2 separate regions of the Anser cygnoides genome follow, and region 1 is linked to region 2. The links are chromatin contacts, called in public Hi-C maps. All regions are on one chromosome and are shown on one strand. Each heading gives the region's core, a stretch centred on a gene start, on an enhancer-like site or on the middle of the called end of the contact. The rest is flanking DNA. Distances are from core to core; before and after follow the strand shown.

Region 1 (7,665 bases), core at 3,281-5,780, 41 kb after region 2:
ACCTACCGATATTTTCTTTTTAAAAATGACTTTTCTCACACTAAGTGAGACCCCCATAAAAGTTGATTAATCACAGAGGTAGTGTGCAGAGGAAAGGAGAAGCAAAACTTAAAAAATAAAAATAAAAAATAAAAATCACCATTGGGTGAGATGTACGTGATCTCTGATCACACCTCTTCTTTGTACCTGTTCCTGATCCCACTATGTCCCTGCTGGGGGATTCGCACATCGCATCGGCCAGGCGCTCCCGGAGGCCCTCGTCAGTGTGCTCCATGGAAGACATGTGGCGGAGACCGAAGTTCTCGGGCCAGCTCCCACACACCTCCAGCAAGGTCACGCTCCGGTCAAAGGCACCTTCAACAAACAAACGGGAGATGTTCGGGAGAGCCTGGGACCATATGATATCATTTATTGCATTTGAAAGAAAGAAGGCCTTGCATTTTGAGCTCCTGAAAAGCTAATTTTAGCACATTAGTTGAAACGTTGGCGTTAATAGCACAGTAGGAGCAAGCAGAGAGGCCCAGGTACTTAGCAGCTTTATGCAAAAATGTTAAATTAGAAATACAGACCCAAGTCTGGTCTCACACTAGTGAGAGCTGGGAGAGCCTTTGCTGCAATCAGCATAATGACACTGATGTAAGTGACAAAAGAATCAGGAACTGTAACATTAAAAAACCTGCATAGGTTATTAAGTACGTTAGAGGACCAGAAATTAAAGTCGATTTGCCTTTCACTGCTTTGCTGTTGAGCACTCCCTGCCCTTCTCATCCTGGACAATGGAAACAGTCACATTGTTTTGTCCTTGCTACTGGCCACAAACTGCAGCTAGTGTACCTTTCCTGCTCTTGTGCAGGGAAGTGCAACAGTGTGATATGCTGGTGAGAAAAGGACAGCTTGCTTACTTTCTGCTTTGTGTTCAAAGTACGTTTACTGAAGGAAAAAAGTGAGCCCTTCTTTCAGCCTAGATATGTGGATTTTCTGTCCCTGTACGGTGAAATTTTACCTGCAACTTGAGCTAACAGAGACTCTTTCATCAGCAGTGCTTTGCTGAGGATGCTGGCTATGATGACAGAGTGCACGTACCTACAAAAGATACTGAAAGTAATTCCTTAGCTTACAGTTATTACCTCATTCACAACAGTATACGATGTTCTGCTGAATACAAAGATTAGATTCTGAATTCAAGATCACTTCAAAGTACAAATTAAAATTATTCTACTTTATTATACGGCAAGTCTTCTGCAAAGGCTTACTTAAATCATTCCCACTTGGAACAAGATTACAGTTATGCTTTGTTGCTTCAAGCACATACCATTTACTCAACTATTAGGTAACTGAATATGCAGCATTTATTGTGCCTGGTTTCTGCCAGCCTGCAGAGGGGAAAAAATGCAAATGCCAATGTTTCTCAAAGTTAAAAGTACATGAAACACGTCCTTGTTATCAGGCCTTTGGTTTTCCCCTTTGATCAGCCGTCAGAAACTATCTACACTTGTACTCTGTGACTGTACAGCTTCACAGCACACTCTCTGCCACTGACAGGTGGTAATAGAAAGGGTGAGAGACCAAGCCCTGCGGCAGGCGTCCCTTCCTCTGATAACGTCCAAAGTACTGGGTGATAACCGTTAGTAAACACTCGGGCAGCCGGTTAATCCATACATCAGCAAAGAGGGGCAGATAATTTTGAACTCTAATGGCATGGACAAAAGCACAAGGGCTGGCATTCAGGGATTTATATGGGCTGCAATGGTGACTTCTGGCTCCTGAATTTCATCAGCGCGCACAACTTTGATTTATCTCTCTGCCTGGCTGCAGAGTAGATTCCTGGCACTAGAAAACCATCAACACTAAAATGGACCTCTACAAAATGGGACCATGGCTCTTGTGTGATACACGCACTTGAACTCTGGATGAATCCCAGTTTGAACCGAGAGGAGGAATGACCAAATATTTCAACTTTTTAATGGGTCTTTGGATTTATAAGGTTACTTCAGTCTACTAATTTGTTTTAAGGCAAGGGTTCTTGAAGCTTGTTTGAGAAAATGCAGTGAGGAGGCTAAGTAATTTCTATTATGTTTCGGTCTCTGCAACATTTCCATGTTGTCAGCTATCCTAACTGCAGGAGGAAAAGCGAAATTTGGTCTTTTTTGAAAGTTTCTTTTTCAAGTCATCCTTCGTGGGATTTCATGAGGCCCTGAGATCCCCACTCTGCTTATACTCCAGGAGCCCACCGGTTTCAGGCATTTACCCTATGGCTGTTCATGTCCCTGGAGAGCTACCGGGGGGCTTCTAAACCCGCACCCACAAAGCCCAGCGTGGCAGCGGGGTGATGGCAAGCTCCCACGGATTCGCACTGCTGTGCCTGAAATGCCAAGGAGAAATCCCTTCTTTGCTAGGGTCTGCTCTTATTTTGAAAGTGAGAAATGGGAGCATTTCTGCTCCTATAAGCAGACATATGAATAATAAGGCAAATGGCTTTTGAAGCTCTGCCAAGATGACTGCATACGTGTACAAGGAGAAACTTCATAGAGTGCTGGTCTCTGGTTCCAGAGATACTTGAGTGAGAGCAAAGGAGACAAGTGTAGCGTTACCTCTGCAATCAGGGCCAGGAGCTGCCAAAACTTCTTAGCAGCAACGTGTGAGGTGTGAGTGTTAATGTAAATGCAGGTTAGAGGGATTAACTGCACAGAAAGCTTTCTTGTAAAAAACTGAAAGGCTGGTGAAGCTCTAGTTTTTATCTTCCCTCCCTTTTGACTCCCTTTGCATGTTACAAGCACACATCTGGCAATACGATTCCTGTCCAGGCACCCAGCGATGATTCCCCAGCCATGACCGTACCACGCAGGCATCACTGCGTAACCAGCAGTGGGGCAGAGGTGGGATCTGCACCATCAGGTATTGTCCTGGAGTCCACCAATTCCTCCCTATTTCAATATATACATCTATTAAATTGGTTGTAACCTAGGTTACACAGAGCGTGTGGGGAGAAAATGTGACCTTGCTTAAGACAGGCAGGTCCTTTGGTACCACGAAGCCCAAACGACTGGCTCTGTACCTCTCTGATGTAAAAAAAGAAAAAAAAAAAAAAAAAAAAAAAGCTGCTTCAGGAAGAACAAGAGCGATTGTCATGGCCCTTCCTCGTCTTCTTGCTGCTGCATTGACAGACAGCAGATGTATCGGAGGAAAACCATTTTCTCAAGGCAGAATGAAGTCCTGGGTATTTTTATGCCTTGGAAAAATTCTTCTGTGAAGTGCATGAAACCACAGCCAGGCTGGTGACTCCCCGGTAGCCTTTGGGTGCTTTGTCCTACATACATCATTACCAAATGCACAAGAGTTAATGGCATTAAATTTAAACTGATAGCAGCTAACCGTATCTTTGCTATTTATTAAATTGCAATCTCTTTTTCTGTCCGCCTTGCTCTCTCTTCGCCAGTCCTAGCATCTCAGTTGATAACGTATCAAATTTCTCATCGTCGGCCAGAGAGAAGTTTACAAATACATCTCAGAGCAGTGTCCTGCTCCGAACGCCCCAACCCCAAAGCCGGAGCAGCAGCGCCGGAGCAGCGCGCCAGAGGAAGCCTCCTGCCGATCCCAAGGATTACCGAGGGGCTGAGAGAAGGCAGGCGTTGCCGGGTGCGTTCTCTGATAAACTGCTGAAATCTTACTGACAGCCGCGAATGTAAGACCTTGACGTGTGAAATCCAGCCTTCCTTCTGTCCCCCAGACCTGCCACAGCTCCTCTGATGGTGGAACAGGTTCCACCTATACGGAGCTATTACTGCAGAAACAACTGCAAAAGAAAACTGGGTATTATTTTAGCCGAGCAATTACTAGTGAAATCCTGCTGAAACCTCACTGAAGTCACTGAAAAAAATCCCGGCGACTAACTTGTGTCAATATTTCATCCTGCGGCACGGTGCTTTCAAGCTAGCAGAACGTTTCCTTCTCCCCTTATTTACTGAAGATGAAACTGGGTGGAAATTAAGACCATCAGCCTGCTTTGTACGATGCCCAAGCTCCATCCCAGATCCACTGCGCTACAAATAAAAAACAAAGTCAAATCAAACCAAATGGAACAAGCAGAAACCTTGGCTTGAACATCTAGGTCGAAAGTGCTTTGTGTTGCAATTCCAGCGTGTTTAGCTTTCTACCGCCCCAGACACTCCAAGCTAATTCTGCTCCACACGCAGCATTTTCCTATTAAAACCCATTTTCTCCTGATACCGATCTCCCACTTCTGGCCTTCCACTGACATTTGCCTCCCGAGGAGAACTGCCCTTTCCTCCCGCTGCTGCCGGGCAGCACAGGATTAGGCTCTGCGTCCTTCTGCCTCACGCTGCTCGCGTTTTGCTAATGGCAAAGGCTTCTGCCATTACTCATACCAAACTACCTTGCTTAGAAGCACAGAATTTGTCTTCAGCGTTGCAATTGTTTCAAGGCTTTTAATATAAAAGGAAAATAAATTCTACAGAAGGAAAGAAAAACACCCAAACCTTGGAAACGTCCTTTCCTTTCACAGCTAGCCCTACCGACCGAAGACCGAGAAAACCAGAGAAGGTTATTTTCTCTGAAAAATCTAGTACTAAAAAGTATTTTTACAAAATATTTTAATGCTTCTAGTATGTTATTTTTCTAAGTCAAAATAGCCAAGCTAAATCTTTCACCATAGCCCTTTAATTCGAAAGCCAGGGGAAATTTTTTTCATTAAACCTCTGGACGGCTTTGTTTAAAGTATGAAATCAAGTAGCTCCATTTCCTGTCTTCTAAGGAACAGTAAATCAAAAAGAGTACGTTCTCCAAAAATACAGTAATGGTTCTATTAAAGAGCTTGACAGTTTTGAGCCTCACCTTGCATATTGCAACATACGTGTGAGCAAAAATAACAGAGTAAATAGTAAAGGAAACGGCCTGCCAATTTTAACCAACAAAAGATGCGTCCTTCTTGGGAAGGAGCCGTGGGCTCGACCCAGGCTGCTCTCCGGGAGGGGCAGGCCCTGGGGGAGCTGGAGGTGGTGTCGGAAGGAGCAGAATGGGGCTGCCTGTGCCCATGCTGCTGCCTGCGCCCACGCCGCTCCTGCTGGGGCCATTTAGGAAGCAGGAGGGGACGCTGAAGGGAGCCCCAGGCCCTCCTGGACCTAAGGCACCAGAACTGCGGTGCCAGCGTGACCGTGCTGCCCAGAACAGCCTGGGCTGGGAGCGAGAACCCCATGGGTGTATTAAGAACGAGCACATGGAAATTCCTCGCCCCAAGTAGTCAGTCAAATTATAACATACTCCGTTTAAATATTAATGGTTGAACTTTCCTACAGGGTTTGCCAATTCACTTCCATGCTGTAACCTCGTTACTCCAGGGGGAAAGCTGCAAAGCAGCAGCACCAAGTGCTCGCCCTTGGGGGAGCTGCGCAGATTCCTCTCTTGGTTGGGGAGGACGCAGCTTTACCCCGACCTGCCACTCGCTGGGCTTCTGGACGTGTGCATGCTCAGATGCTGGCCTCTGATGGCCGGATCGCACACCTCCTTCCCATCCTGATGCGGGATGTGCCCCTCAGCTGACAAAACTCACCTGTGCTCGGCTCTGAGCTGGGGCTGTGAGTGCCAGCAGTGCCCTGGGAAACGATGGCAGAGGCTGCAGCCTTTGCGAGTAACTCTATTTCCCTGTCATCTTCCCTCCCACAGTGTTTCTTTTTTTCCAGAATCGCTCACTTCTGCTATAAACAGGACATTACTCACCAGCTCTGTATCCTGTGAGTGCATTTAATTAATGGAGGCTTCAACCGGGGTGCCCGGTCCCACAGGCAGCGAACACTTTCAAATCCCTTTGAACTTTCAGATAAGCGAGGCTGCCGTGGCCGAGAGGTTCCTGCGTGCCTCCTCAGCGCACGGCAGACTTGCAAACGAAAATGCTGCTTATTCCTCTGTAATTGTTTCTAAACGAGCTCGAGGCAAGCATGAAGGGGCCGGGAGGAGCGAGCCCGGCAGCAGCAATGGATTGCAATGGGCAGGATTGTCCCAGTGCTGCGGTGGGAGCTCGGCGGGTCCCTGGGGGCCGTCTCGCCCTCCTCCTCCTCCCCACTGCCCAGCCAAAGCCGTCTCCTTCCCCCCTGCGCAAAGGGTTAACCACGGGCCGGGGAGAAGCGGTTCAGATGCCTAGGAACATGGCCAGCGATCACAGCAATCGTGAAGGCTTTCAAATGTGAGGGAGGCTGCAATTTTCAGAGCTGGAACAGTGAGATATTTTTATAAATACATAAATCTTTTCAAGGAAAAACAAATATAGAGGAAAGAATGTAAACATTATTGTAAAATGCATAATAAAATGTCTGCTGTTTGTTAATTTTGCTCCTTATTATCCAGTCTTTCTCTACCTCCGATGTTGAAACATTTGCCTTTTTTTTTAAACTCCCTTATTCATTTAAAAATAGTTTCCTGCATGTTATATGAATAAGCAAAACCTAAGGTCCTAAATCCAGGAGAACTTTGAAGTATGAAACCCACGGTCTATGGGAACTATGTTTTCATTAATCAAAGTAGATGTTTCTAAAGCCATCAGATTTATCATGACTGGATTTCATATGTGAAACCCAATATACACACAGACATACACTGCTTGTCCTTTTGGATTAGTTTTGACCTTTTACTCTCCTTTCTGAAGGATCTGCCTTTCCTCAGAGCAAGGCTGCCCTGTTTTACCACTGCATCAGCCAAAGGAGCCTTGACAAAGTACGTTTTCAACTTTCAGCTTTCTACGTCTGAGTATGAGTCTGGGCTAAGGTCAAAATATAAATGATTAAGTATATTTATTAAACCCTGCCTTCGCCTCGAATGCTCCCTAAGACTCCGCTCCATGCCAGCCCAAGGGGTGCTGCAACCAGCCCGCGGCCGCACGCCCGGCCACCAAACGAGGGACCCGCACGGCACCGGCCCTGCTCCGCCACCGAGACCCAGGCTAGCAAAAGCTGAGCACAGCCACCCGAAGCGCCCGCGCGTCGCAGATGGCTCCTGTACACGTGGCCGAGCTCCTGGCTTCCCGAAAGGCACGGGGGTTAGCGAAAGGACAAGGGAGAGAGCCCTGATGGTTCGGAAACAGGAGGCGGGATGTGACATCTATCCAAGGCAGGACTTCTAAGATAAAATGAAAAAATGTGCATTTGGTGTCATCGGGGATATTTATGGTGCAGTTTTGCAGTACCAGAAGCACCGGCCCTTGCTGAAAAGCGTGACACGGGGGCTGGTGGCAAGTGCTGGCTCTGCCACGGGGCCAGCTCCTGGCCCGCTGCAGGTGCCCACGGGGAAGGTGCAACTCAGCTGCAAGCTGAGGGATGTGGTGCATTGAAAAATAAAAGGAGTGCATTTGTACACCTCCTGCAATACTGCATGCCACTTCTGTAGTGGTCAAAAAGCAAAAAAAAAAAAAAAAAAAAAAGGAACTACACCAGAACTGAATGCTATTATCATCTTAAAAACAAAATAGCCTTTTCATTAAAAAAATACATTATCAGGGAAAATACCGTTTTCCCCTAGAATAGTGAGATTCTTGCATATTTTAACTCTTCACAGCTTTGCAGTATCAGAATGCCCGGAAAAAGTCCGGAATGCTACAGTCAGCCCCAAGCCTTCCTAGAGATTAACTTTTCTTTGCATTTAATCCTGACGTACAGTGGA
Region 2 (7,593 bases), core at 2,394-4,893:
CGTTTTCCTGCCCGAGAGCGATGGAATAATTCCCCAACCTGCTGTGGTCGGGCTGACACGCAGCCCTCACCGCCCGGAATTGGTAGGGGAACGGCGAAAGCTTGAGTAATTATTGTCAAATAACGCCGGCCAAATGCCTAAATAATTATCACTTCATTTCGTTTTAGAAGGCAATAAAAAAAAATCCCCCTTTTTCTAACCCGAGCAATAATCACCTGCTGATGAACTGTCGGGTCGCTATTATATTGATATAATCTAGACGGGATTTATCATGAAAATGGTGAAAAGAAAAAAAAAAAAAGTCTCATTCAGGCGTGCAAATCTGCATTCCTTTAAAAAAAATAATCATCCCTCTCTGACCAGATGGGCACTGGCTAAACCCTCATCTCCCAGATTTAACACACTCCGGATTTTGGACAACGACACGTACCAGAAATCTTTAATTGAAGGAGGCGAACCGTTAAAAACGCTGAACCAAACTACTTTTTCCCCAATATCACAAAAAAATGCTATTTATGAGACTCCCTCGCTATCGATTTACCTTGCTGCCTATAAATAGCCTCGCAATGTATTATTTAACAAACACACCGTTTCCTGCCTTAAAATAAGAAGAAAAATAATAAGAGAGAGGGGAGAAGACTTTCTCGGCAGCCGCTCCCCGCACCTGGCCGCGCTCCGGGCGCTGCGGGCAGAGCAGCACCGAGGCCTCAGGACCTCCAGTCCCCAGAGCACAAGGACGGGCCGAGGAACTTTCCCTTTATCGCCCCAAACGCTCGCCCAGACGCTAAGACAGCTCGCTCGTTCGCTGAGATTTTTTTTCCCCCTTCGCCTTCACGCAGGACCCCGCTCCCCTGCAGCCCTGCTCCTGCTTTCTGCAGCTTGCCAACACGCCTCCATTTCTTTCTTTCTTTCTCTCTCCCTCTCCTTTTTTTTGGTTTGTTTGTATGTATTTTTTTTCTTTTCCTTTTTTTTTTGTTTTGTTTTTTGTTTTTCCCCTCCGGGAGGTGATGCAGATGTGATCAATAGGGGAATAAACAGACCCGTTTGGAGCCTTTCAGACGCAGCCGGTGCGGAGCCGCTGCTGCCAACGGCTCCGGCTCAGCTCCCGGCCGCGCAACCCCAGCGCAGGTGCCGCCGCTTCCAGCACCCCTCTGCCCGGCTCGGCTCGGCCCGGCCCGGCCCGCAGGGACGTCCGGGGCTGCACCTGCCCGGCCGCAACGCCCCAGCCCTGCCGCCCCGTCGGGGCTGCCCTCGCCGCCCCCGGGCCGACCCCGTCCGCGCCCCCCAGGCTGCGCCTCCCCGGTTCCTGCTCCCCGCCGAGCCCCGCGGCCGGGCAGAGCCGGCAGGACGGGTCGGGGGGCGGCATGCGAGAGCCCAAGGGACCCCGAGCCCCCCCGCGGCCCGGTCTCCGTTCCCCCCGGGGGGAGCCGTTGCCGGGGCGGCCGGGAGCAAGGATCGGGGAGGGCTGCGAGACAGCCCGGCCGCTGCAAGGCCCGGCAAGGCCCCGCCGTCCAGCCCGGGCCCGGGCGTGCTTTTGCCGGGGGGGGGGCCGGTAAAGCCCCGCGGCTCCCCCCGGCCGTCCTCGGGCGCAGCGGGGCCGGGCTCAGCGCCTGGCCCGGGGGGTCCGCGCCCGGGGGCTCCGCTCGTCCCCGCGGCCACACTTACAAAGCCGTGCTTGTCCGAGATGTTGTTGGTGAGCTTGAGCTTGTGAAAGGCGACGGGCTTGGCCATCCACTGCTCGCCGGTGGCCGGGCTGTCGGGGTGGATGTACATGCGCTTGGGCATCTCCGGGTCGGCCTTGCCGGCCACCATCCAGCGGGAGTTGTGGAACTTGTACCGGCAGTCGTCGGCCGCAACTATATCCATGAGCAAAATGTACTTGGCCTTCTTGTCCAGGCCGCTCACCCGCACCTTGAACGGGGGGAACATCCTCCTGCGGAGAGACGCACAGCGGTGCAGGGCGCGGCGCCCTCCCGCCCGGTGCGCGACCCCCGACGGCCGCGGCCCCCGGCCCGGCCCGGCAGCCCCGCACCGCCCGGCCCCTCCGAAACACGGGGGGGTTTCTTCAGCTCGCCCCGCGGCTTCCCAGCCTTTGGCACGGCCGGCAGGCCCTGCTCCTTCTCACCCCGCTCGGCTGCGCCCATAGGGGAAGAAAGAGGGGAAAAAGCTTCAAATCCCCTTCCAAGAAATAGAGGGCAGAGCCCAAGGGGATCCCCGGACCGAGCCCCTTCTCGCTGCCCTCCTCTGCCTCCTCCGGGGCCGGCAGCGGGGCCGGGGCCGACCCCGGCGGCGGGGAAAGTTTGGCAGGGGCAGGAAAAGCTGCGGGCGGCGAGGAGCCGCCGAGAGCGGCGTAAACAAATGCAGCGGGGGATTGCGGGCGCTCAATTAGCGCGCACTAATTTCATTTGGGACCGCGCTTTAAAAAGTAATAACTGGGGGGGCTGGGGGGGGGATAGCTGGCGGGGGGGGTTAAATACCTCCGAAAACTGCCGGCATCGAAACCCCATCGACTGTCGCCCGGGGTGAATTCCCCGGGGCGAGCTGGGCGAGCGGCGGGGAAGGGCTGGGGCCGGGGGGCGAGGGCGCTGCGCAGCCCCGCAGGTGCGGGCGGGTTGCGCGGGGCTGCGCGGGGCCGGCTCTTACCTTCCCGACTTGGTGATCACCATCTCGGTGCCCAGCTTGTGAAACTGGTCCCAAAGCTCTTTGGCTTCCAGCGTCACTTTGGGGTCGTCCTCTACCTCCTCCTCGGGCTCCAGGCTCTTGAGCGAGCGCAGATGGGCTGCCTGGTGGTGGTGTCCCAGGGCCGAGACGTGCAGCCCGGCCTCGGCCGCCCCGGCCAGCCCGGGGTCCGGCATGGGCTTAGCCAGCGCCGCCGGAGGCAGAGCCAGAGCGGGGAAAAAGGAAGGCTGGGCGGCTGCGAGGAAGGCGGACATGGGGAAGTCGGCCGGCCGGGGTGCGTGGAAGGGGTGGTAAGCCATGGCAGTCCCTGGGAAGGCTGGATCTCTCATCGGTGCATCCACAAATCCAGGAGAAAAAGAGGGATTCCCTTTACAAAAACGTGTGTGTGTATTATTGTTATTATTAGTAGTAGTATTTTTTGTCTCTCCTGCCCAGCGAACTCGCTCGAGTCTCTGGAAGAGGAAGGAAAAATCAACAGCAAAAATAAAAAACGCACACAAAAAAAAAAAAAAAGCCGAAAAACAGCGGAACTAGATCTGGGAAAAAAAAAAAAAAAAAAAGAAGAAGAAGAAGAAAAAAAAAGCGAGAGGCAGTTCCCGGCTCCTGGGACTCCCGGTCTGCGGAGGGGAGACAGTAGGTCCTTATTTTTTTGTTGTTGTTGTCGCAGCGAGGGAGAGCGAGCGAGGGCAAAAAGCCCTCCCGGCGAAGTCCTTCCCGGCGCTGAACCGGCACCGAGAGCGGGGCGGGGGCGCGGGCAGGGGCGGCCGCGCTGCCCTCACACCCCCGCGGGCCCGGCCTGCGCCCCGGCACCGCTGCGCGCCCCGCGGCCGGCGCTCGGGCGAGGGCTGCTCATGGCTCAAGGAGCCCGGGTGGAAACGGTTAGATCTTGTCGTGATCTCTGTAAAACTGTGACTATCTCACATGTCCTTCCTGCTCTGATCCGCCCGCTAATGAGCCAAGCCCCCTTGATTGCTGATTTTACGCGTTTCAGACCAATTGTGGATCTGCATAGGCGTGGTTTTGACAGCTCCGGCCAAGCTCCGGGCGCGGGGGGGCGGGGGGGGGGGCGAGGAGGGAGGGAGGGAGGACGGGAAGAAGGGAAAAAAAAAAAAAGAAAGGAAAAAAAAAAAAAGAAGAAGGTGTCGGAAGCATCGGCAGTAAGAAAACATGTCAACAGAATAAAATATTAACCAATGACAGAGAAAAGTGCTCGAAATCCCACCCCCGGCTCCTTTCCGCATACCGGGTCAGCCCTGGCTGCGCCGCGGCCGGGGAGCGGCGGCCGCCGGTGCGGGGACAGCGCGGAGCCACCGCGGCGGAGCGCGGAGCGGGGCCGGGGGGGGGGGGGGCCGGGGGCCGCCCCGCAGCTTTCCGCGGCCGCGCAGCCCCGGGCGGGGGCGGAGGGGGGTGGGCGGGGGCGGCGGGTTGGGTGGGGGGGGGGTTGAGGGGGGGGCCGGAGCTCGGCGGCTGCCGTCTTACGACAGATCCTGGAAAGAGGATCAAGGTGGGGCCCGCCCCGCTCCGCGCCCCGCCGACGGGGCGGCCCGGGCTCGGGGGAGGCCGCCGGGAGCGCGGCCCCGTCGGCGCGGCCGGGCCGTGGGAGAGCTGCAGGCGGCGAGGCCCGAGCGGCGAGCTCCAGCGCGGGTGAGTGGCGGACACTCGCGCCCTGCCCTCGCTCCCGCTCCCCCCCTCGCCCCCCGCCCCGACGGACGGGTGCGTGTGGGGGGGTCCCGCCAGGAGCCCTGAGCGCACGGACGGGGCGCGGACCCCGCCGTCGGGGCGCCCCGCGAGGAGCCGGGCGGGCAGCGGGAGGCCGGGCCCCCGGGGCCGCCCCAGCCGTCGGGGCCGCGGCCCCCGGGGTTGGCGCTGCTCTGGCCGGCCGGAGGGGCTGTTTACCCGGGCGGGGGGAGGCAGATAAGGCGGAGGGGGAAATGCCGGGGCTGTTTGCAGAGGGATTAGGGCCGGTCCCGCCGCGCCGGGGCCCGGGGGGGGCGGCGGGCGCGGTGGGTGTCCCCGCGGAGAGGTCCGTTTGGAGATCTGCGCTGATTAACTGAGGGCTGCGGTGGCTGAAGAGGGCCCTGGCGCCAGGCGGCTGAGCCCTCACAATAAAGACCCGTCTCTTGTCACTTCATATTTACCCCCAAATCTTCAAAAAGCGCCCTGCGTGCCTTACAAGGCTCCTGCCCCCGCCGCCTGCTCTGCGGCCAGACGGGACGGGGGGAGCGGAGGCGGGCCCCCTCCTCTGCCCCCCGGCCCGCCCCCCCCGGCCCCACCGCTCCGCGGACGCGCAGCGAGGCGCGGCCGAAGCCGCCCCCGTCCTGCTCCGGCGGCCGCTGTCCCCTCGGGGCCGCGCTGCGCTGCTCCCGCGCAGGGTGGGACGCGGGGACGCCCGGGTACCCCCGTCCCCGCCGCCTCCTCTCCCCTCTTTCTGCCCCCACTAAGGCTCATCCTGCTGACAGCAAGCCCTGGTCGCTGCCCTCCCGGCGTCGCCGAGAGCCCCGAGCAGAGCCTCGGCTGTCCCCGGGGCCGCTCCCCCCGCCGCAGGTTCATCTTCGCCGCCCGGCCCCCGACGGGGCGGCCACAGCGCGGCCGCTCCGGGGCTGCCCGTGCCGGTCCCGGCCGCCGTGAGGGGCGGTGGGGCCGGGGGGGTCCCGCTGACCATTGAACAGGGCGAGGTGGCGAGCGGGGTTTGAAATTTAGACCTGCTTTGGACTTTGCTTCCTCGCCACCGCGGAAATGTGCTGACAGCAGCCTTGGCAAAAATGGGGCTTGCTCGGGCTTTTTTTCTTCCTACTCCCCTCTACCCCCCCCCTCCCCCCCGTTTTGTTTGTTTGTTTTGTTTTGTTGTGTTTTCCTTCCCCCTCGCAAAGCGATCCCGGAGCCTCGCATTGCCCCACGCCGGGGGCAACTCTCCCGCGGCCCCGACGGCGACCCGCGGCCACCTCCGAGGGGAACGGCGGGGCGCAGCCCACCGGGCCCTGCCTGCAGCCGCGACCCCGCCAGGAAACGTCGCCTCTCCGCCGGCACAGGGCCTGCCGCCCCCGGCCGCCGCCCCCCGCACCGTTGTAACGTCGTAAACGCCCTCGCCTGCAGAATAAAAACCGATGCAGAGCAGCCTCGTCTCCCCGACCCTCTGTGCCGCGCCCGTCGGGGGGACAGCGGGGTGGGGGCTGAGGAGAGCCGGGCACCGTTTCCACGGCCCCGACGGACGCGAAAGCGACCCCAGGAGCCTGCGCCCACGGACGGGGAGGGCGGCGCGATGCGGCCGGGCAAAACCCAACGCGGCCTCGGCAATGAGCGGCCCTGGGGAAGGAGAGCCGCGGCCTCCTGCCCTGCCCTGCCCGGCTCTCCGCCGCCGAGCGCTCCCCGGGCCGGGGCAGCGGCGGCCGGGACGCCCCGTGGGGACGGGACGGGACGGGACGGGCCCGGCTCAGCTCGGGGGGATCGGCCCGGCCCGGCCCGGCCGCCCCCGCGCCCCACCCGCGCCGCCGCGGCCCCGCTCGCTCTTCCCTTTCATCTCTGCCCATCTCCACTCATCATCCCTTTTCTATTTTTAGCCGGTAGACTTAGGCCTTGGCGCCAGGCCGTTTAAGACCTGTCAAAGTCCTTCATATTTCCCTCATGTCACATGGACCTTTCGCTCCCTTCCCCGCGCCATGCGAGGGCCGTAATTTGGATCTGTGAGCTGGTGAGCAAATGCAGTTTGCTCTTCTCCATCGCTGTGTTGTCTCCGTGACCCCAGCCAGCAGGACGGCTGGTGTCCTGTCCGGGGCACTTACACAAATTGCGGGTGATTGATGAAAAATAACAATTCTCACAAGCAGCCGGGCCTCCGCCTTCCCCTCCTCCCGGCTCCGCCGCGGCCCCGCGCCCCGGGGCTCGCTCCCCCCGACGGGGCTGCGCGGGAGGGGGGCCCGGCCCGGAACGAAGCCGTCTCCCCGTGCCCAGGGCGGGCCGTCGGGGCCCCCTTCCCGATGCAGATGGCAGGGCTGGGCGCTCCCCTCGGACACACCTGCGGCCACTCGACGCCTCCGCCCGGGCGGGCCGGAGCAGCTCCGCAGGTGCGGGGTGGGAGCTGCACCCCCCGGCCCCGGGGGGAGCCCTTGGCCCCAGCCGCGGACGTGCCGTCGGGGGCCGGCACCCCCGGGACACAGCGGCCCCGGGTCCCCCCAGCTCCCACGCACCCCTCTTGCACCCCGACGGAGGCAGCGGGGAGCAGGGCCGGGGGAAGCGGGGAGGGGGCGAGGGGCGGCCCGGAGCCCCGGAGCTGCCCCGGCCCCACTCCCTGCCCGGCCGCGCCTCCCCGGCTCCACCTGGGAAGGAAAAACCGAGGGGTGGCAGGGAGAGGCCCCCACCCCGCTCAGGTGCCCGTCGGGGGGCGGCGGCCCTGCAGGTGGGTCGGGGAGGGGCCGGTGCCCGGCACATCCCGGGCAGTAACCGGGCCCCTCTCGGTGGGTTTTTATCCCACACCGGCCCCGGTGCGAGGGGAAACCCGCGGAGCCCCGGCAGCCCCCGGGCCGCCCCCCCCCCCGAATCCCCCCTTTGCCCCCAGACTGTTTAGATTTCTCTCCTGCTTTAAAGAAAATATTTCCAGTAATCCAGATTTCTGGAAAATAACAACACGCGGGGAGACGCAGACACAAACGCCGCTGAAGTTTATCCAGAGTTTGAACCACTTATAAACACATTTCCCAGCCCGCTTGTCAGGGCGGGCGGCGAGTGACCCCGGCCCGGCCGGGCGGCCCACGGTGGGCTGGGGGTGGGGGGCGCATCCTCCGCGGCCCCCCCGCCCTCGTTACCTCCGCGCTGCTGTGAGCCGAGCCCCGCCGCTCGTTTGATTTTATTTTTTAATTGCGGAGCTCCCTCCCTGCGAGGGGGCGGCGTGACCCCCGCCCGGCCCCGCACCCCGGGGCT

What was found. Hi-C and Micro-C count contacts between places; a contact is called where the count stands out from the background.
Region 1: a contact with region 2 is called in a Hi-C map of liver, with 1.7 times the contacts expected there. The contact joins the enhancer-like site here to the promoter of TBX2 in region 2. A contact is called at or near these places in 4 of 7 Hi-C or Micro-C datasets (granulosa cells and liver).

Annotation. Positions count from the first base shown.
Region 1 is chr18:10,281,046-10,288,710 of Taihu_goose_T2T_genome, forward strand. It overlaps BCAS3 (BCAS3 microtubule associated cell migration factor), which reads right to left. Exons shown (of 26, transcript XR_010825687.1): 24 at 174-354. Among named protein-coding and RNA genes, the nearest start is that of TBX2, 40 kb to the left of the region's middle. Within about 2 kb of position 4,531, at least 1 of the 3 cell types and tissues checked has open chromatin away from gene starts, as enhancers often do. A contact at or near this core is called in liver, where this site is marked.
Region 2 is chr18:10,241,406-10,248,998 of Taihu_goose_T2T_genome, forward strand. TBX2 (T-box transcription factor 2) reads right to left here and starts at 3,644. Exons shown (of 7, transcript XM_048074274.2): 1 at 2,644-3,644; 2 at 1,666-1,933. The coding sequence starts at 3,008.